Linked DNA regions of Ovis aries: region 2 is linked to region 1. Evidence: chromatin contacts called from public Hi-C data. All regions are on one chromosome and are shown on one strand. The core of a region is the stretch at or near the end of the contact, and the rest is flanking DNA. Distances in the headings are between cores, read along the strand shown.

Region 1 (2,983 bases), core at 281-2,780:
CTGCCCCAAGACTCTGGGAATGAGGAAAGAGGGCCCGCTGAGCCCAGAGAGACAGCTGACTTGCTGCCTGACTTTGGGGACCAGTGCCCTCAGCCTAGCAGAGGACAGTCCCAGTAATTACCAGGACTCCTACTCTAGTTAGTTTAGTCCTAACTCCCAGCTTGCTGAAGAACCAGATCACAGGCTCCACTTTTTCCCGGGGAGAGGATGTGTGTGTGTATCTCACATGGGCCCCCCAAAAATCTCACTTCCCAATAGGTGTGTTTGCCTTTTCCTTTCTTAGTTAGGCCTGTTCCAGAGCAGGGGCTGTGAATGAATGAGTGATATTTTGCCTGTGAATGATCTATACTCGAACCCTAGCATTCACTTAACTGATATTTATTATCTCCTATGTGTAAGGTCCTGGAAATATAGATATGGATAAGACAGGGTCCCTCCCCTCTCAAATACTTATGATTTAAAAAGACATGTAATTACTGGACTTCCCTGGAAGTCCAAGCTTCCAGTGCAAAGGGTGTGGATTCCATCCCTGGTTGGGGAACTACTAAGATCCAGTAAGCTTTGTGGTACATCAAAAAAACAACAACAATAAAAAACATGTAATTACTAACTAAAATCCAAAGTGGAAGTCAGTCTTCAATAAAGATTAAAAGAATGCTATGGGAGCAAAGAGTAAGAAACAATGAATTCTGATTGGGGATAGTGGGAAAGACTTTACATAGAAGCAGCACTGGGGCTGGCCTTAACAAGAGGACTTTGGGTTGTGGAACATGGATGAGAATTTTTCAGACTTGGGTGTCCAGATGGAGCAAAACTGTAAGTTACACAAGGTACAAGATGAGTTGGATTGGTGATGGAGCATACGTATGGTGGTGGATGGAGGGAGAAAGCAGGCAGGAAGGTACAAGACAAGGTCAGACCAGGGGAGGTATGCCTGGGAGACTCATCTCTTAAACAACCAGAGTGCTGGTGGGACCCAAGAGAGAATATCTAGTGACGTTCAATCCCCTCATTTTATTTAAAAATAAAACAACAAAAAAGACACGTAGGGTAGGGAAATTTGACTTTCGGTTTTTCAACAAATTCAAATTCGTGGTCCTTCTTCCTGCATTTCGTCTGGCATTCTTTCTACTCTGCCAGGGCAACTCTGCTGTGCTGAGCTTAGTTGCTTAGTCGTGTCCGATTCTTTGCGACTCTATGGATTGTATCCAGCCAGGCTCCTCTGTCCATGGGGATTCTCCAGGCAAGGATACAGGAGTCGGTTGCCATGCCCTCCTCCAGGGGATGCATCTTCCCAACCCTGGTATCCCGCATTGCAGGCGAATTCTTTACTATCTGAGCCTCCAGGGACGCAGGGCAACTCTAAAGTGCGCCTTTTTCCTTCTACCCACCTACCAGGGCCCCGGTAGCCCTCCGGCTCCGAGCACTCCAGTTATCAGCTCCCGGGGCCCAGATGCCCCGCCCACATCAGGCCTGGGCTCCGCCCCAGTGTCCCAAGACCCCACCTCCCTGTAGTGGGGGTGGGAAATGCTTCTACTCTAGGCCTTTTCGTTGGCGCGGGCGGGCCAGCCTGCCGCGGGGAGGGTGAGAGCTCTCTCGGCCGCTCACGGTAGGTGGGGTCGAGCTGTAATCCGGGCCAGGGCCAGGGCTAGGCAGCGAAAGACATCTCGGGCCCTGCGGGCTGGTCCTGGCAATAGCGCCTCCTCCCCCCAAGTGTCCTGCCAGGAGGGACCCGCGCGCGGCCAAGGTTCTGGGCCAGGCCTCCGGGGATGGGCGGGGGTGGTGGTGGCAGGGGCCGCGCGTGCGCAGCTCGCCTCCCGGCCGCGGGGCGGGGTTTGTGGAGGTACTCCCAGCCGGCAACTTGCTGCGATGAAGCAGCCGGTTTTTGGCCTTGTTGCCGCTTGGGGAGTCCGGAGCCGCGCCTCAAGCAGCCGGCTCTGTAAAAATAGAAACACGGACTGGAAGGCCTTTCTCGCGAGGGCGAATGGAAACTGGCTGCCACCAGGCGGGGCTCCTGGGGTGGGGCTGTGGTAAAGGGAGGGAGGGTCCGCCCTCTCCCAGAGGGATGAGGCGGGGCAGAGTCTAGCCCGGACAGTCTTTGGCGTTCTGCTGTCCTCTGCAGGATGGCGGAGGAACTGCGCCTAGAGGGCTCATCCCGACTCGCTTTAGGCAACCCCACTCCGCTGTTGGCACTCCGCTGTTGGCCCTCCACACTTCCCCTCCCTTCATTCAGTAATTGTAACAGGTGTACATTTGACTTCCCTCAAAGCTCAGTGACACGACTGAGCGACTTCACTTTCACTTTTGAGAAGGAAATGGCAACCCACTCCAGTGTTCTTGCCTGGAGAATCCCAGGGACGGGGGAGCCTGGTGGGCTGCCGTCTATGGGGTCGCACAGAGTCGGGCAGGACTGAAGCGACTTAGCAGCAGCAGCATAGCTCAGTAGGTAAAGAATCTACCTGCAATGCTGGAGACCCGGGTTCGACTCCTGGGTCGGGAGGATCCCCTGGAGAAGGAAATAGCAACCCACTCCAGTATTCTTGCCTGGAGAATCCCGTGGACAGAGGAGCCTGGCAGGCTACAGACCCTGGGGTCGCAAGAGTTGGACACGACTTAGCAACTAAACCACCACCACCACACTTGAAGCTAATATAATATTGTAAATCAGCTATACTTCAATAAAAAATTATTAGAAGAAAAGAAAAGAAAAATAAACGGGTGAATCTGGTTAATGTGAAGTCATCCTGGAAGGAAATAAGAAAAAGCTGAGATATAGATCTCAGAACTGGACGTGTGTGGTGAGAGCAGCTTACTCTAGGTGTGGTGCTGAATTTCTCAAACCTTTTTGGGGGGCTTTTTGACCCCCCCAGCTGCATTTTAAACTCCTCCCCCACCCACAAAACACCATACAGTGTGAGGGTCTTGAGCATCCAGGCTTTCTAAAGTGACAGGCTCAGATAATCAGCCCAATTTTGATGACTGA
Region 2 (2,983 bases), core at 277-2,776, 160 kb before region 1:
AGCTTCAGCATCAGTCCTTCCAGTGAATATTCAGGGTTGATTTCCTTTAGGATTGACTGGTTTGATCTCCTTGCAGTCCAAGGGACTCTCTGTAATACAGGCTTAAACATGCTGCCAACCATGTCCTCTCCTCTTATCCTTGCCTCTAAGGACATAGCTAAACATAACCCTCAGCCTATTTCTCTATATCTAGTTCTTATTAACTAGGTTGACCCCAATCACCCACCTTGCTTTTTCCCATCATGCATTCACTGTGCCTGGCCACTGCAGTGCATGGTTCCTGCCTCAAGGCAGTTGAAGGCTAGTCAGGGAAGAGAGTCATAGATACAACATATTCATACAATAGCTGTGTAGCTGACCCCGTAGAAGCTCTGTTTGCTGTCCCCTGGCCTATCTCTGTGCTCACATGTAGGTGCAAGTGAGGGGTGTCTTCATGTGCTGACAGCCTCCCACCTCAAGTCATGGGACTCTTCTCATCTAGTGGATTTTCTGGAATGCCTGGGGAAGTTGCTTACCTATGCTCAAGACAGGCTTGAAATATTTGGGGATTAACACCCTCTGGGGCTGCCCTCAACCAATTAAAGACTTAATTTAGTGGATAAATGTTCCAGTATATCGTTCCCTTGGTGGGAGTCAATCTGAAATAAGTTCTACACAGATCTTCAGGGATCCCCAGCAAGGTTCACTCCAGTTGCTGACTGTGATGATTAATTTTCTGTGTCAATTTAACTGGGCTAAGGGATGCCCAGACAGCTAGGAAAACATTGTTTCTAAGTGTGCCTGTGAAAGTGTCTCTGGAAGAGATTAGAATTTGATATCAGCAGATTGAGTGAAGAATGCCAATGCAGGGAATTCAAGTTCAATTCCCGGTCAGGGAACTAAGATCCCACGTGCCCTGAGACAACTAAGCCTGTGCCTGGTAACTAGAGAGTCCTAGTGTTGCAGCTACTGGGCTTTCATGCTCTAGAGCCCACGCCCTGCAACAAGAGAAGCCTGAGCAGAGCAATGAAGACTCTGTGCAGTCAGAAAAGAGAGAGAGGTGAAGAAGACCGCCCATGCGGGTAGGCACCATCCAATTCATAGAGGATCTTAATAGAATAAAAAGATGGAGGAAGGGCAAATTTTCTCTCTCTGCTTGAGCTAAGATGTCCATTTTCTCCTGTCCCTGTATGTCATAGTAAAGAATACTAGTTCCTACACAAAGGGCAGAAGAAAGTCACCAGAGGTTTTAAGGAAATGAATAGAATGATGATGTAAAAATTTTAAAAGACTATCCTAGCACAGCTGGAGAATGTACTGAGAGAGGGCAAGAGTAGAACAGATATATCTGCTAGGAAGTATTGTTTCAGCTCAAGGGATGCTCTGGAGGCTTGGACTGGGCAACTGCACAAGGCTGAGCACTTCTAGCTGGCCATGAACTCTACCCAGAGGAGCTTGAGCCTCAGGGGGAATCCAGACCCGCACACCCACCAAGGGAACAGCTTCTGACTCCTGTCACCATGGCAACTGTGCTTCCTTCGCCCAGATCGGTTGCTAGGGTAACATATCAGCACTGAGTGACTGAGCCCCGTGATAAGAACTGGTTACCATGGTGTAAGGTCTGCAAACAAGAATCTGCTGTTCTCCAGGTGAGGGTCCTTGACTGGGTCTAAAACAAAGGGAAAATCAAGAGGCTGGAGAGAAGATCAAACACAGAAGCCAAGGTGAGGCCAGTTTGTGGGGCAGGTGCTGACTCACTGGTGCCTTAGGGCTTGCGCAAATCAGGACTGTTATTAGAGCCTGTTCTTTATTGGGGAAGGAGGAATTTACATTTTAGAGGGGGAGTGATACAGCACATATACACACAAATTGAGAATCCCAAGTTTCCTACCATTTTAGGGTTTCTTTGAACTATTTCTTTCTCCAAGCAAAACTTTGCAGCTAACTGAAGCATTTCTGTCCTCCCCACCCCGAGCCACCTTGCTATCTACAGGGGCAGTTCTAGGACAGCCTGTTTTTGAAATTTTTAAGTCATATGAAGCGTGTTCTCAGGCCACATTGAAATTAAAAAATAAATAAATAACCAAAAAACCTTTAAAAATCCCCTATAGCAACATCCTTCTAAATAATCCATAGGTCCAAGGAGTCACAAGAAAAATTAGAAAACATTAATCATTGATAGTCAAAACATGAAAAACTAATGCTTAAAGGGAAATGTATAGATCCGCATGCCTTTATTGCAAAGAAGAAAATATTTAAATCAATGATCTAAGCTACCAACTCAAGAAGTTAGGAAACAATAAGTGAAACTCAAAAAAATAGAAGGAAATAATAATAAAGAATGGATATCAATAAAATGAGCAAACCACAGAGAAAAAGCAATAGGACCAAAAGCCAGTTCTTTAAAATGATCGATAATATTTATCTCTAGCTACACTGATGAATAAAAAGACAGAAAAATACAAAGTATCAAAATCAGGAATTTAAAAAGTGAAATCACTTCAAATTTCTACAGCTATTTAAAGGATAATAAAGAAATATGAATATCTTTTATACTAACAAATGTGATAGCTTAAATGTTGTGAATAAATTTTTTGAAAAATTCAAGTTCCCAAAAGAGATGTGAAAAGAATAGAATATCTGAACAGCTAAAGAAATTAAAATTGTAGTAAAACTTATTCACAAAGAAATTCTAACTCCATACACTCAGAAAAATAATATCAATCATAGAGAAACTCTGCTGGAGAGGGTGTGGAGAAGCCTCCTACACTGTTGGTGGAAGTGTAAATTGGAACAGCCACTAGAGAGGACAGTATGGAGGTTCCTTAAAATATTAAAAATAGAGCTACCATGCGTGCACACATGCTAAGCAGCTTCATTCATGTCCAGCTCTGCAACCTTATGGACTGTAGCCTGCCAGGCTCTTCTGTCCATGGGATTCTCCAAGCAAGAATACTGGAGTAGGTTGCTATGTTTTCCTCCAGAGGATCTTCCCAACCCAGGG

What was found. A called contact is a pair of places that touch in the nucleus more often than the background predicts.
Region 2: a contact with region 1 is called in a Hi-C map of hypothalamus, with 3 times the contacts expected there. The contact joins the enhancer-like site here to the promoter of NHEJ1 in region 1. A contact is called at or near these places in 6 of 16 Hi-C or Micro-C datasets (blood, hypothalamus, liver and 2 more).

Annotation. Positions count from the first base shown.
Region 1 is chr2:221,113,068-221,116,050 of ARS-UI_Ramb_v3.0, reverse strand. NHEJ1 (non-homologous end joining factor 1) reads left to right here and starts at 1,530. Exons shown (of 8, transcript XM_012146435.4): 1 at 1,530-1,609. SLC23A3 (solute carrier family 23 member 3) reads left to right here. Exons shown (of 12, transcript XM_042244257.2): 12 at 1-665. The coding sequence ends at 117.
Region 2 is chr2:221,278,059-221,281,041 of ARS-UI_Ramb_v3.0, reverse strand. No RefSeq gene overlaps it. Among named protein-coding and RNA genes, the nearest start is that of RESP18, 4.3 kb to the right of the region's middle. Within about 2 kb of position 1,526, at least 2 of the 54 cell types and tissues checked have an H3K27ac peak or open chromatin away from gene starts, as enhancers often do. A contact at or near this core is called in hypothalamus, where this site is marked.